4 separate regions of the Mus musculus genome follow, and all the other regions are linked to region 1. The links are chromatin contacts, called in public HiChIP or PLAC-seq and promoter capture Hi-C maps. All regions are on one chromosome and are shown on one strand. The core of a region is the stretch at or near the end of the contact, and the rest is flanking DNA. Distances in the headings are between cores, read along the strand shown.

Region 1 (3,169 bases), core at 342-2,841:
CAACATCTAGTGAACAAATTCAAACTAAATTTCTACAAAGTTGGAAAGGCCTGATATTTAATTGTAATTGTCAGGATAAGTCCACTACAGCTGGTTTATAGAGAACTTTGAAAACGGATAAACTTAATGATTTAACATTAAAAGACCCAGGCATATCTCAAATGTCAAAAGGATTCTAACATCTGTATCTTACACTAAACGAAAAGTAACACACATTGTGAGCAGTTTCCACCTCTTTCATTTCTGCATACTCTGAGGGCAAGTAATATGCAAAATAATCTTTCAAAACCTGGCCCCCGCTAGACTCATACCATAGTGGGCAGGCACCCTCAGTGAAAACGTCAGGTTTTCAAAGTTACTGGGAGTCCCTTTAAAGGTTCTTTTTGGCTTCTTACGGAAGTCTATCAAGGAAGCGCGCTGTTCTGCAGAATGGTATGAAAATGGGCTATGAGAATACGCTTTGATCAGAACAGCAGACACCGTCCTAGCTGGCAACTGTTTCCTTATCCTCTAAGATTCTGCTGACAGGGAAAGGAGGCGTCCTACCAAGCGGAGACAGACTCACCCACTTACCTGGTATCCACATTCCTGAAGAAGCTGCTTATAGCGTCGTCATAAATTCCTTTCTAGAAACAAAACAAACTATAGCATTTACGTTTATTTTCTCTAAAACCCTTTTAGCTGTAGCAACTCTACAACGCTGAAGGGGCTCTAAGAAAAAGAAACCTAGGTCGACTCTTCCAATTACATCTAAAGGTAAAATGCCAAGAGAACCCCTGACTAAGTTTAACAGTGATGAAAAAAGCACACCCTGTAGGATTATACAGCTGGTACTCCAAGTGGGAATTTCTTGGGATTCTTGGTCGTTTGATGTATTTACCTACTTTATAGTGCTTTCATCTATAGCATCTACTGTCTTTCAAAACAACAACAACAACAACAACAACAGGAGGAGGAGGAGGAGGAGGAGGAGGAGGAGGAGGAGGAGGAGGAGGAGGAGGAGACTGCTAAAGATCAGGGAAACTTAAGACCAAACTCCTGACAAGTGCCTTCTGCCTGTGACTTACAGCAACACGTTTAAAAAGAAACTAGCCACGACCGGTATGAGAAGATCCTATGCAATTTATGGTACTGATTAAAAAGCCCAAGTAATCTGGGCATGATAGTGGTAGTCCTGGGGATGCAGAGACAGATGGATCGCTGCAAATTCCAGAACATGATCTACACAGCAAGTCCCAGGTCAGCCAGGGCCCCGTAGCAGGATCCAAAGCACCCCTCCCCAAACCTCATGTGAACTCTGGCAGGCCCGGGTGACAGGCAGGAGGGGCGGGTACCTGGTTGACCGCTGCGTGCTCCCTCAGCGCCAGGTCCCAGAAGCAGCAGCCGATCTGGTTCCCGCACTGTCCGACTGCAGCCAGTAGCGAGGAAGAGAGAGAGGTGCATTAGGAAGGCAACCAGGTGACTGGCTCCGCAGCGACCCGGTCCCCGCGGACGGGGGTAGCTCACCCTGTACGACCACCGACTGGGTCATTCCGCCGGGAGGACCAGCAGGAGCACTCCCGCCCAAACTCCCGCCTTAGCTTTCGAGCTCAACGACGCCCTACGAGGGGCGGCCTTAAGTCACGTCGCTGCCGCAAGTAGCCAATGTCGTAATGCCCTTGTTTCTTTACGGCCAGGACTTCTGCGCAAGCACATTTGCGGCTAGCCGTTACCATAGCGACTGGGCCTCCGGCAGGTAAATCCTAGCTGCCCTGTCAACATCCTTGAGCATCTGCAGCTCCGGAGGCCCTGGTAACTGACGGGTAACTAGGTTTCAGAGAGGCATTTAAGATAAGGGACTTTAACTTTGATCACGGGCTTTGAGAGGCTCACAGCCTAAACAGCCAGGACAGTGGGTCCGATTTCTCAGGATGATGCCCGCTAGTGTCGTTATCTAACAGAAAACGAATGTGGAGGAACACAGAGACACCCCAGACAAATAGGCTTATCTGGGAACAAGGGAAGCTAGGTACACTCCGACCAAATACCACAGCTAAGTTCAGAGGCCAAAGCGATGCACTCTTCAAACTTAAGATTTCTGGATAATTCAAAACATCTACACAAATCCAACTTCCAACAGCCGGCAATGCCATTGAAGATACACTCGATGCACTCAAAAGATATGACCTAAAATATTACATGGCGCTGACAAGGAGAGCCATAATATTCAATGAACAAGGGTCTAGGAAAAGAAAAGATGGGTTAAAAGTTAAGGCGTTTGATTTGATGTATGAACAATGTAGACGAGATTTTTTAAAGGCAGGGGTGGGGCACGAAGTTCGAAAGGGGAAAAAAAGGTTATTTTTCAGAAATTGAATTTTTACTGGGCAAATTAAATGAGGCTTTAATTAAGAACTAAATTAAGAATTTAGGCTGGAGAGATGGCCCAGTCAGTAAAATGCTTGTCTCTGAAGCACGGGGACATAAATGCAGACCCCAGCACTTAACAAAAATCTGGGAGCCTGTAACTCTAGGCTTGGAAGGCTGGAGAAGGGAGATCCACAGAGTCTAGCTGAAACTGTGAGTGTCAGATTCAGGGCTCAATAGGAGACAATGTCTTACAAAGTAAGATGAAGGATAACTAAGGAAAACACTTCATGTTTCACATCTTGTTTCCATAAGTGTGCACACACACAAATCCCCTCACTAACTTTAATGCTTTAATGAAGTTAATATTTTCCACAGAAATTCTGAGAAACTACAAAACCTTTAATCTTCATTTAGCAAAAGTTAAATTATACTTGCTATTAATTTGTCATGATATGTAATATGATATATAACATGATAAGAGCCACAATAATTGATTGATTGGTTAGAATACCTTATTCAGCCGCCAGGATACAGCTTAGTTTGTTATTACACAGTTTTGAAAGATGTGAATTTTGACGTTGTAGTGGGGTGTATGTATTGCAGAGGCCTTTCCATGTTTCTCTTTGGGTGTCTTACATCTCTTGTAACTAAGGGGGCAGATTTTAGCCAGGAAAAATTAGAAATTGCTGGATTTACTCTTACCCGCTTCTTGGTAAGCATGCAATCTGTGATAAAGGTAGTCAGACACTTTGGGTCTTAATATTGAAGTCCCCAAATCTGGGGTTTCCAAAGTTTGCCAAACATGGACAAATATGTGGGC
Region 2 (3,169 bases), core at 491-2,990, 480 kb before region 1:
CTGCAGAGCTGCAGCTGCTACCCCACCCCCACCTCACCACCACCCCACCACCCCAACACCCCAACACCCCACCACCCCACCACCCCACCACAGGCTGCCTGCCCTGACAGCTGCTTGACCTTCACCCTGGAAAGCAGATGAGGGAAACTGAGAAAAAAAAAAAAAAAACTTTTTTTCAAAGTTTACGTGCAAGATTGAGTGCCTCTACAGCATCTGATGACATGCCAGGTTCTGGGGGCTGGAAAAATAGAAGCAAAGGCCTTCCTAATGCACTAGTAGCAGGGGTAAAATATATATGTGTAGTAATCAGTAAACAAAACAAGTTTTAGAGACCACCCATTATGGTAGTACCCTTCTGGGACTACCCTGGCCTTGGTTTCTTAGAAAAGAATTTAGACATAATCATGTTAGTGTGTGAGTGCACACATATGTATACACACACACACACACACACACACACACACACACACTTTGTGGATGAAGAAATCCAGGCATCTGGGAGCCAAAGAGAATTGCCTAAGAGATGCACCCACACCAAAGTGGAGGGAGAACTTGGAAGCACGTTTTCTGCTTTTTTCAATTACTAATTTGGTTTCTTTCCACGACACCCTTAGAAAAAGTCTCTAGTCTAAGAGGCCACTGTGAACTAGGAAGTCACAGAGAAGGCAGCTTCCAAGATCCAGTGTTTCTTCTCTGGCCTCCCCAGCACCATCCAGACCCAGCAAACCACTGGCTAAAGGAAATGGAGGCCTGGGGGGGGGGGGAATGTGGGGGGGGGGCGGCGAGCACTTTCTGACCCAAGAATGTGAGGCTGGTATTTTCCCCCAGCATAAAATAGAGAAAAACTGGGAGTTGGCCTTCCCGCAGTCCCTGACGTGTCTTGGGCTGAAAGCCAAGTACTTAATCCTTTCTACCATGGCTCCCTCCTTGGAGAAACAGTTTTGATTCGTTTTTAAAGACAGGTTCTTGCTACGTCACCCAGGCTGGCCCTGAACTCACTGCGTACTTTGATTTCTTGATGGCTGACTATGAGTACTGAAAACTCCAACCCGGCAGCGTGTAGTGCTGTGTGCCTCTCCTTATAGAGTTAAACTCAGCCAGGCCTGCCCGAGAGAAACCCTAAACTGGCGCCACATTCCTGCTGGAACTCTGTCACAGTCTCAGCTCAAACTGGCCTCCAGATGGACAAGGTAAAGGTGGGGGCATGAGGGCGGAGGGCGGAGGGAAGTGAGATCAGGACCTTGTGGCAACAGAGAAGCCAGTGGACTGGAAAGCCGGCCAGTGGTTAAAGAGGTCAGAGCAGCCAGGCACCAGTGAGTTCACTTACCTAAGATCGCCACCGACAGACGGCCCAGGGGGTGGTCGCTGGCTCTGCTCACGGGGATCCACCTTGGGCCGCTCAGACCTCCCTCGCCCTCTCCAGTCCCAGGTAAGTGGTGGAGCAGGCTCTCGAGCAGGAAGTGGATGCTGTATGCAAATCTCTACGGAGAGGAAGCCTCTGCTCAGCCTCTCCCCGTGGGGCAGTGAATCAACCGCCAAGAAGTCACTTTATTTCTTAAAACAGAAACCTCTTGCGTTCACCAGAGAGAACCAGCAACCAATTAGGCTGCATCCTGCTTTTACCACCCAGATAAGAAACTGTGAGGAATGCCCCGGGCTTCTGGGTTACTGCAGCGCCTGAGAAGGTGTCTCCCGGAGACAGAACTTGCGGTCTTCACACTGCTTATTCTTGAGCAGCTTCAAACGAGCCTGGGCCTGATAATGGGAGGGAATATGAAGCAAGAACTTTTAACTGTGTTTTTTAACTCACCAAAACAGATTTGCTGCCTGTAACTATGGGGCAAAGGATTCACTGCCTACAGCCCTGTGCAGGACTGTATCACACACACACACACACACACACACACACACACACACACACACACACCTCTGACTTCTCATTTCACAATCTTTTGATTTGGGTTTTTGTTTGTTTTGCTTTTTTGTTTGTTTTTGTTTTCGAGACAGGGTTTCTCTGTGTAGCCCTGGCTGTCCTGGAACTCACTCTCTAGATCAGGCTGGCCTCGAACTCAGAAATCCCCCTGCCTCTGCCTCCTAACGCTGGGATTAAAGGCATGTGCCACCACTGCCTGGCTCTCATTTCACAATCTTAAGTTTATTTCTTTCTTTTCCCTTTGTTTATTCAGTACACTACAGAATTTATTGCACAGACAGGGATCCTGGAGGCAGAACAATGGCACCATGCTATGTGTGGGTAATATAAATCCAGGTTATTTCTAAAGCACTGGAGGGTGATGGGAGCCAGTCCGGGTGTGAACTCTCAGGCCACCAGCCAGCACTGATCGCAGCCACTGAACTTCCCCCCTCTACCATAGAAAGTGTCTCAGACTGAGCCAGTCCAGTCTCTCCACTCTTGCATAGGGAACATTGCCCAAAATGTCCTCAATCAGATTGCCCCAGGTCTGCCTAAGTATTACACTTAAAGTTGTACCACACATTATAAACAAAGGGAATGTGGCTTGTTTTTAAAACTTTATAATAAAGTGGTACACATTGTGGTGTGTTCTTACAATGAAGTACTACTTAGCTGTTAAAACAATGAAAATTTGTATTCATTTGTATTATTTGTACAAACATGGGAAGGTGGCTTTGAGAAATTATTTAATAAAACATTATTCTTGACAATATATATATATATATGTAGTGACAGAGAGAGAGAGGTGTCCCCAGCATGTAGGACACTGCTTATGACATTGTAGGCAGTCACTGTATACCTGTTGGATCATCACGTCAGAAATGGCTGTAGCTGAGCCTGGTAACACAGGCCTGATAGTCCCATATTTATTAGCTCAGCCTTGAACTTTCTGCCTCGAACATTATTATTAGATCTTAGGGGTTGGGGGAAAACAACACTCCTTGTGGAGTGGCTGAAACGAGGGTAATTGGGGAGGGGCAGCTGTCAGCATTGAAAGGAGAACAGGAAAGGAAGGCATGGAAGGGGTGGTAGAGGAGAGAAGATGAACTCATTTCTCATAGCTGTCCTTAAATGGGCTGAGATGAGCCTCAGAGTAGTTTCTGGAAACCTCTGCCTTTGGAACCCTTTCCATGAGGAGTCAGGACAGCCAGTCTCCACCCAATGAGAGCTGTGGCCTGGGGGAAAGGCAGCAAG
Region 3 (3,169 bases), core at 456-2,955, 460 kb before region 1:
AATTCTAAAATATTCATGCATAGCAATGAGATGAATTTTTATGCTAATCATTGACTAAGGATTCCTTGAATGTCAGAGAATTTAATACCAATCAGAGACTCCTATGTGGATGAGACTACAACTGAGGAGAAGCCGTTTGAGGGCGCGTTAGGTGGCTTTGTTCTAGTTAAAAGAATTGAATCTGAGTTCTATCTTTGGCCTTGGGTGGAAAACTGACAATCTAAACTGCACAATACATTACTATTGTCTTCTCATTTAAGAGTGAGTCCAGCTGGACCTGTCAATCACCTCGCCTGGAGACTACCCCTCAGGAAAACTGATTCACCTGAAGATGTTACAGAGATGGGGGAAATAATTATTCTCTTAATGAGATAACATGTGTGTACCTCCCTGAGAAGTCCCTCCCTCAGTCCAGCTGTTTGCAGATCTTTCCTACTAAGACAGCCTGCTTTCCCCAGTTCTAACTCCAAAACTGTAACTTCTCCTTTCCCCTTGTCTCATCTTTGGCTAAAGGCCAAAACCTCCTCCTGCTTCCAACCTCTGTACACTCTCTTTCTTTAACCCCCTCCAAGCCCCAGTTACTTGGCGCCCTTCCTTGCAGAACCTGCCAACTCTCCTGAAACCTACCTCGGAAGGCATGTCATGCTCTCCTCTCCAGCTCCCCTTTCCAGGCAGCAGTTGAGGTTTGTAGCTTCCTGACCTTGTGGTTTACTCCTGAGCGCCAATAAAAGAGTCCACAAGCTTCCCTCTGAGTCTATCTGAAATTATTTTGTCTCAGAATCCACAAAAGGAAACCCCAGTTTCCCTATAACAGGAGCTGAGCCTCCCAAGGGCCTTTGGTCTCTCCTGGGCTCTGCCCTGCCTTGCCTGGTGGTCCCTCTGGGGACAAGGTGATGGTGGAGATCACGACAGGCAAACCTGAGCTTGGCAGAGCCATCCTCATCTGTAAGCTTGGCGCCTTCCTAGAAGAAGAAAAATTGTTTATTCCATCAATTTAAGACATTTTCTCCTCTCAGCTCTGCCTACTTTTGGCAGACTACATGGAGAAGAAAGAGTAAACACAGCTAGTAATGCAATTTATAAAAGAGACATTCTTAGAATTGCAGTTTACAAGCAGAAGGCCAAGAGGACGACTCTTGGGCAGAGATAGACAGAGACACAGAGAGAGAAATTGCACTTAACATGCACACCCTCCCCAAAGCCCCCCAAAGCTCCTAAAACTCCTCCCCACTGGACTGAGAGGAAAGGACCTATGGTCTTTGTAAGGTTGACCCAGGGGCTAGGGAGATAACTCAGTTGCTGCCTTGTGGGCATGAGGATCTGACTTTGATCTTCAGGACCCCTCCCCCTCCCCCCACAAAATGAACCAGACATGGTGGTTCATGGTTGCAATGGTTTCTGGTAGCTACCAGTGGCCATGGAGAACTGGGTATCTGGAAGGAGAGCTGGGGATGGATAGGAAGGACAGACAAGAGAGGAATGAGACCAAGACAAAGTTTCTGATCAAGGCCCAATGTTTAATTCTTAAGTCTGAATTTAAAGGGGGAAACCCATCCCCCCACTTTGCCAGGATCTCCTGGGGAAAACAAGCTCAGCCTCTCAGCAGGTAGTGGCAGGACAATAGACTTCACCTAGGTCAGAAGACTCCACCCTAGGTGGGCTAGGGAACTGTGACAAACAAGGTCTGATTTAGGCCACTCAAGGCTAGGGGGAAGGGCACAGTTCCCAGTACTAGGGAAATGGAGCCATCAGTTCCCCCAGGCACTCTGGCCTGTCAGCCTGGCTTGGCAGTTTTCAGATTAGTGAGACTCAGTCTCAAAGCGTGGTAAACTGCACCCTCTGACCTGTACATGTACCATGCATACAGATTAATGTACAATGCACATCTGCACACACATATGTGCAAGCTTGTACACAGAGAAAGAGAGGGAGAGGGAGAGGGAGAGGGAGAGGGAGAGGGAGAGGGAGAGGGAGAGGGAGAGGGAGAGGGAGAGGGAGAGGGAGAGGGAAACTTGAGCTCTTTTTGTTCAGTCCAGTAGTTTGGTCCTCTCTGTAGTACTCTTACTCTTGTCTTAGTTAGGGTTTTACTGCTCTGAGCAGACACCATATCCAAGGCAACTCTTATAAGGACAACATTTAGTTGGATCTGGCTTTCAGAGGTTCAGTCTATTATCATCAAGGTGGAAGCATGGCAGCATCCAGGCAGGCATGGTGCAGGTAGAGTTGAGAGTTCTCCATCTTTATCTGAAGGCTGCTAGTGGAAGACTTGATTCCAGGCAGCTATGAGTAGGGTCTTAAAGCCCATACCTACAGTGACACACCTACTCCAACAAAGTCACACCTACTCCAACAAGGCAACACCTCTAAATAGTGTCATTCCTTGGGCCAGGCATATACAAACCATCATACTTGTTAAGTGAGAATAGGCCCTAAGGTCCATACCTGGTTTTCTGACCTCTGTGGGAACAGCCTTCACAGGCCCTCTGTTCCTTGAAGATGTGCCAGCTGACCCTGTAGGTTCACCTGGGTCCTCCTTGGAGGGTAAGGTGACTGGCTCTTCACCAGAAGGCTAACAGATGAAGCCTAGAGCCCACTCCTTACTTCCTCCACAGTATTCGAATAGTTAGTCAGGTAAACTGCTACCCAGAGGAAAGACTGACTGCCTTCCTCAGCCTTCCCTGTGGCTAGGCATGGTGCTGTGTCCTGATCAAGAATCTCTGAGATGTGTTGTGTGGGGCTCTGGAGTCACACAGACCTCTTTTCCTTCCTTCATCATAGGTTAGAACATAAGTGGAATACTGGTGGGAACTGTTAGAGACCATGTGGCTGACAGCAGCATTCAGGAATGATGGACCAAAAAGGAAGGCAACTGGGTCTGTATTGGAACCTACATCCTTCTGTGCCTAAACTCTTGATTTCCTTGTCTGATGGGGGGTTTTCCCATCAAGATGAATCCTTCATGTGAAAGACCCCGTTTTGGGGAGACCCATGCTGAAGTCCCAGGATGAGCCGATGCCCGATGCAATATCCCATGAGGTTTATTTGGGAATCAGCATGCTGAGGCCGAGCTTGTAACCCACACAGGGTCTTTAAAGAATAAACCGTAAAGTGAGGGGAGGATAAGATCACAAAGACTGGGGAAGTTGAATAAACATCGTAAAAATGGGGA
Region 4 (3,169 bases), core at 256-2,755, 420 kb before region 1:
GGGAGATCCAGTGCAGGAGGGCTGAAGCAAGGTGAGCACTCAGCACAGGCTGGCCGACTGGGCCACAGCGACAACCATGGTGACATGTGGACAATGCTAAGTGCTACCCTCTGCTAGGCTAGCAACCCTGTAACTATAATGTCTCTGCAGGAGCTCCTCCCTTAGAGTTTCTGTCACTTTCAGAAGCCCAACTGAGTAGCTGAGTTACAAAATAAAACTAAGCAGTGTCCGTGGCTATGAGAACAGGTCTGGAATGGCCTCTCTGCTGCAGGCAGCTCTCTGGGCCATCAAGTCAACCTGCCAGGCTCCAATGGCTCTTCACGGCAGCACACAGACCCCTCACAACTGGCTCGGTCCCCTTTCTAAGGCCATCAAGGACGTCACCTCATCCATCGTCTCAGACCCTCCCTACAGTCTCTGCAGCTTTTCCGGGTGACAGGCAGGACGACACATCTTGTTCATCGTGAGCGAGCCTCTTGCTCTCCATGGTCTCATTTACTTGCCTTCTCCCTTGCCCATGGCCCCTGCAGGCAGCTGCAGTCATGGAAGGCATAGTAAATACACATACTCTGCTGGACCCAGTTCTCACTTAACTCCTCTGCTCTCTTCATGGGTCTCTCAATGAAGGGCTATCTTGTGTCCCCGATTCTGCCATATATATAATGAGAACTCAGGTCGGGGAGCACACACAGTCTGCCCATCTAAGTAACCTCCCCTCCATAAGCACGGCACAAACACTCTCCCGCAGTAACGCTCCGTGAGGGCAGGACTATTTAGTGGCTCATGGTTTTCCCTCCAGCTCGAATAGTACCTGCTCGGGGACAGGAACTCATCAGTGCCACCTGAGAGCTGAATGGCTCATTTGTGCTACTTCCCAAGGGAACAAATGCTAGGCCAGGCCACACAAAATGATGCTGAGTGAAGGCATCCACTCAGACTTGTAAACCTAGGTTATTTTCTTTGTGCTAAAACCCAACCTGACAAAACCCCGGTCTCCAAATACTTCCTCTTCTGAGCCCCCACACCCACCTCTTTGTCTTGGCCTCTGTGTGTGTGTGTGTGTGTGTGTGTGTGTGTGTGACCCAAGAACAAAAAGCATCTTTGTGTTACTGTAAGAGAAAGCTTCACGGAAATGCAAAACAACATTAACCTTTTCCTGTGATTGCTTTTAACACACCGGGTGTCTATAAACCTGGGGAGATCAGGAAGAAATTAGTTCAAAATATAGACAATAATAATTTTTAAAAAGTGCCTTCTCACTTTTAAAACCTGGAGACGGTATATTTTCATCCTTGAGAAGCAATTCAAAAGCACCCCTGCTGGGCCCCACCCCCTCCTGGGCAGCCCTTTCTTCTCTGCCAGTTGACTATTCCCAGAGTGTCTGCCCACTTGTGCATGCCGGAAGCAGCAGCCGCTGCAGCAGCCGCAGCCACAGCAGCAGCAGCAGCAGCAATAAAGAAGACGCACACACCCACACCTCCCAATGCTGGGCTGGGGCTTCAGAGCCTGGCACTTGTGAATCCTGCCTCAGTGCCAATCTTCCTCCCTTAGAGGTCTTGAGGCTGTACTAGCCTAGACAGAGGGGCTCTTTATGAACACTTCTCTGTTCTCTGATGATGACCAGAAACAATCAGACAAAATGAACAAAGGGATTACAAATTAATCGGCTCTCGCTGGCTCCTCTGACTGCAGAGATATGATTACAAGCCCAGGATTTGCAAGAGCCCTACATTCCTCATTAATCTCTACTATCGGTGCCATCACTGTGGGCCTTTTCTTTTCTCCCTTTTTAAGAGGCAGGGAATGAAGGGAGTGAGCCAGCTATGCTCTTTCTTTGCTCAGCAGTAACTGAAAAATATGTCCTTAACATTTCACAAAGCAGACCGTCCCTGCCCTGAAACCAGTAAAGTGTGGAGGCGAAATGGTGCGTGTCCTTTATGTCTCCGTCTGGCTAAGTTAATGAATTTAAGCATGGGCAACCTTAACCCACAGCTTCTTCACAGAGGGAGCATCTGACAGCCCAGAACAACTGCAGGCTCCCAGAGGCCCCCGCACCCTCATAATACACTCCATTTTGTGTATCTTGGCCATTCAGCCACAGGCAGAGAATGGGTTGGTCAGCCTAAACTGCCTTTCCTGCACCTCCGCCTGGGGCCATCTGGGGCTGGAGCCTCAGAGAGAACAGGACGGGCATCTTCCTGCCAGGCTTGCTCTGTGGGTCAGTGCTACGAGATCAAAAGGCAACAGGACCCTTTCTCCTTCCCTTTCCCAGACGTGTCTACAAGCTCCATTTGGGCACAGGCTCTGCCAGGGACATTTCTGCTGTGGGAGCCATGACACATGCACCTACTGAGACAGGACAAATTCCATGACCTGTGGGAACTGGAACATTTATACCAGCTGCTTAGCACATTGAATTTGGTGTACAGGTCACGGCAATTCTGAGTTCTGCATTCCCCTGGCTAAATACCTTGGCAGAAGGCTGAGCACAGGGCTTAGAAAGGCAGCTGGGCAAGACTCCTGTAAAATGAAGTTAAAATAGAACCCAACAGACAAACCGTTTCTCGGGTCTGTGTCCTTACCTGGGTATGGCACTCTTCCTTTGGTGACCAGCTCTGTGAGTAAGATTCCAAAAGACCATACGTCAGACTTGATTGTGAACCTTCCATACAGGGCCGCTTCGGGGGCTGTCCACTTAATGGGAAACTTCGCACCTGCAGAATGGAGACGCGGTTACTCACGAGCCGGAGATCCTACACTGGGGTGAAGAGGGAAGACGAAGTATTGGAAAGTCATCTGCAGGGGACAGGTTGGGGGACGAGAACAGGAAGAAGATGGTGAAGGAATAGCGGGTGTGGCGATGAATTATGCCCTGGGCCTGGCTCAGTGACTTTAAGCAAATAACTTTAAATCTTTCTTCAAAGAGTTGGACTTCAAAACTCTTGTATGTCAGTAAAGAGAAGAGCTAGCTAGCTTTCTGAACACGATTCCATGATCACACTGAATGGTATGTGCTTGGTCTGGAGTATGATTCCTGATTTGTGCATGTGTGTGTGTGTGTGTGTGATTTGAATAAGAATGGCCCCCAGAGGGTCCTGCATTTGAATGCTTAGTCAGCAGGCAGTGACACTACTTATAAAGATTAGGAGGTGTGGCCTTGCTGGGGTAG

The links. Promoter capture Hi-C pulls out the DNA fragments that hold promoters and counts their contacts. HiChIP or PLAC-seq counts read pairs in DNA pulled down with a chosen protein or histone mark.
Region 2: a contact with region 1 is called in a promoter capture Hi-C map of embryonic stem cells, with 3 times the contacts expected there. The contact joins the promoter of Traf3ip2 here to the promoter of Tube1 in region 1. A contact is called at or near these places in 17 of 39 promoter capture datasets (the 3T3-L1 cell line, the C10 cell line, the HPC-7 cell line and 10 more), 1 of 15 datasets of contacts at CTCF or cohesin (the NIH/3T3 cell line), 1 of 484 Hi-C or Micro-C datasets (bone marrow-derived macrophages), 10 of 115 datasets of contacts at active chromatin or transcription factors (the SCID.adh cell line, bone marrow-derived macrophages, double positive thymocytes and 6 more) and 4 of 9 other capture datasets (adipose tissue, embryonic stem cells, liver and 1 more).
Region 3: a contact with region 1 is called in a promoter capture Hi-C map of stem cell-derived epiblast-like cells, with 2.5 times the contacts expected there. The contact joins the enhancer-like site here to the promoter of Tube1 in region 1. A contact is called at or near these places in 10 of 39 promoter capture datasets (the 3T3-L1 cell line, the C10 cell line, the SN4741 cell line and 6 more), 4 of 115 datasets of contacts at active chromatin or transcription factors (bone marrow-derived macrophages, double positive thymocytes, embryonic stem cells and 1 more) and 1 of 9 other capture datasets (liver).
Region 4: a contact with region 1 is called in an H3K27ac HiChIP or PLAC-seq map of extraembryonic endoderm stem cells, with 2.9 times the contacts expected there. The contact joins the enhancer-like site here to the promoter of Tube1 in region 1. A contact is called at or near these places in 2 of 39 promoter capture datasets (embryonic stem cells and liver), 6 of 115 datasets of contacts at active chromatin or transcription factors (bone marrow-derived macrophages, embryonic stem cells, extraembryonic endoderm stem cells and 3 more) and 3 of 9 other capture datasets (adipose tissue, liver and macrophages).

What each region holds. Positions count from the first base shown.
Region 1 is chr10:39,132,445-39,135,613 of GRCm38.p6, reverse strand. Tube1 (tubulin, epsilon 1) reads right to left here and starts at 1,591. Exons shown (of 12, transcript NM_028006.2): 1 at 1,507-1,591; 2 at 1,335-1,408; 3 at 574-626. The coding sequence starts at 1,531. Fam229b (family with sequence similarity 229, member B) reads left to right here and starts at 1,708. Exons shown (of 5, transcript NM_183254.2): 1 at 1,708-1,791.
Region 2 is chr10:39,611,505-39,614,673 of GRCm38.p6, reverse strand. It overlaps Traf3ip2 (TRAF3 interacting protein 2), which reads right to left and starts at 1,740. Exons shown (of 9, transcript NM_134000.3): 1 at 1,328-1,740. It overlaps Gm16364 (predicted gene 16364), which reads left to right and starts at 992. Exons shown (of 6, transcript NR_152259.1): 1 at 992-1,190.
Region 3 is chr10:39,593,432-39,596,600 of GRCm38.p6, reverse strand. The region is part of intron 2 of Gm16364 (predicted gene 16364); the gene reads left to right. It overlaps Gm40627 (predicted gene, 40627), which reads right to left. Exons shown (of 4, transcript NR_166645.1): 3 at 628-962. Among named protein-coding and RNA genes, the nearest start is that of Gm40627, 4.7 kb to the right of the region's middle. Within about 2 kb of position 1,705, at least 18 of the 459 cell types and tissues checked have an H3K27ac peak or open chromatin away from gene starts, as enhancers often do. A contact at or near this core is called in stem cell-derived epiblast-like cells, where this site is marked.
Region 4 is chr10:39,550,932-39,554,100 of GRCm38.p6, reverse strand. Fyn (Fyn proto-oncogene) reads right to left here. Exons shown (of 14, transcript NM_001122893.1): 13 at 2,583-2,714. Among named protein-coding and RNA genes, the nearest start is that of Gm40627, 38 kb to the left of the region's middle. Within about 2 kb of position 1,505, at least 79 of the 459 cell types and tissues checked have an H3K27ac peak or open chromatin away from gene starts, as enhancers often do. A contact at or near this core is called in extraembryonic endoderm stem cells, where this site is marked.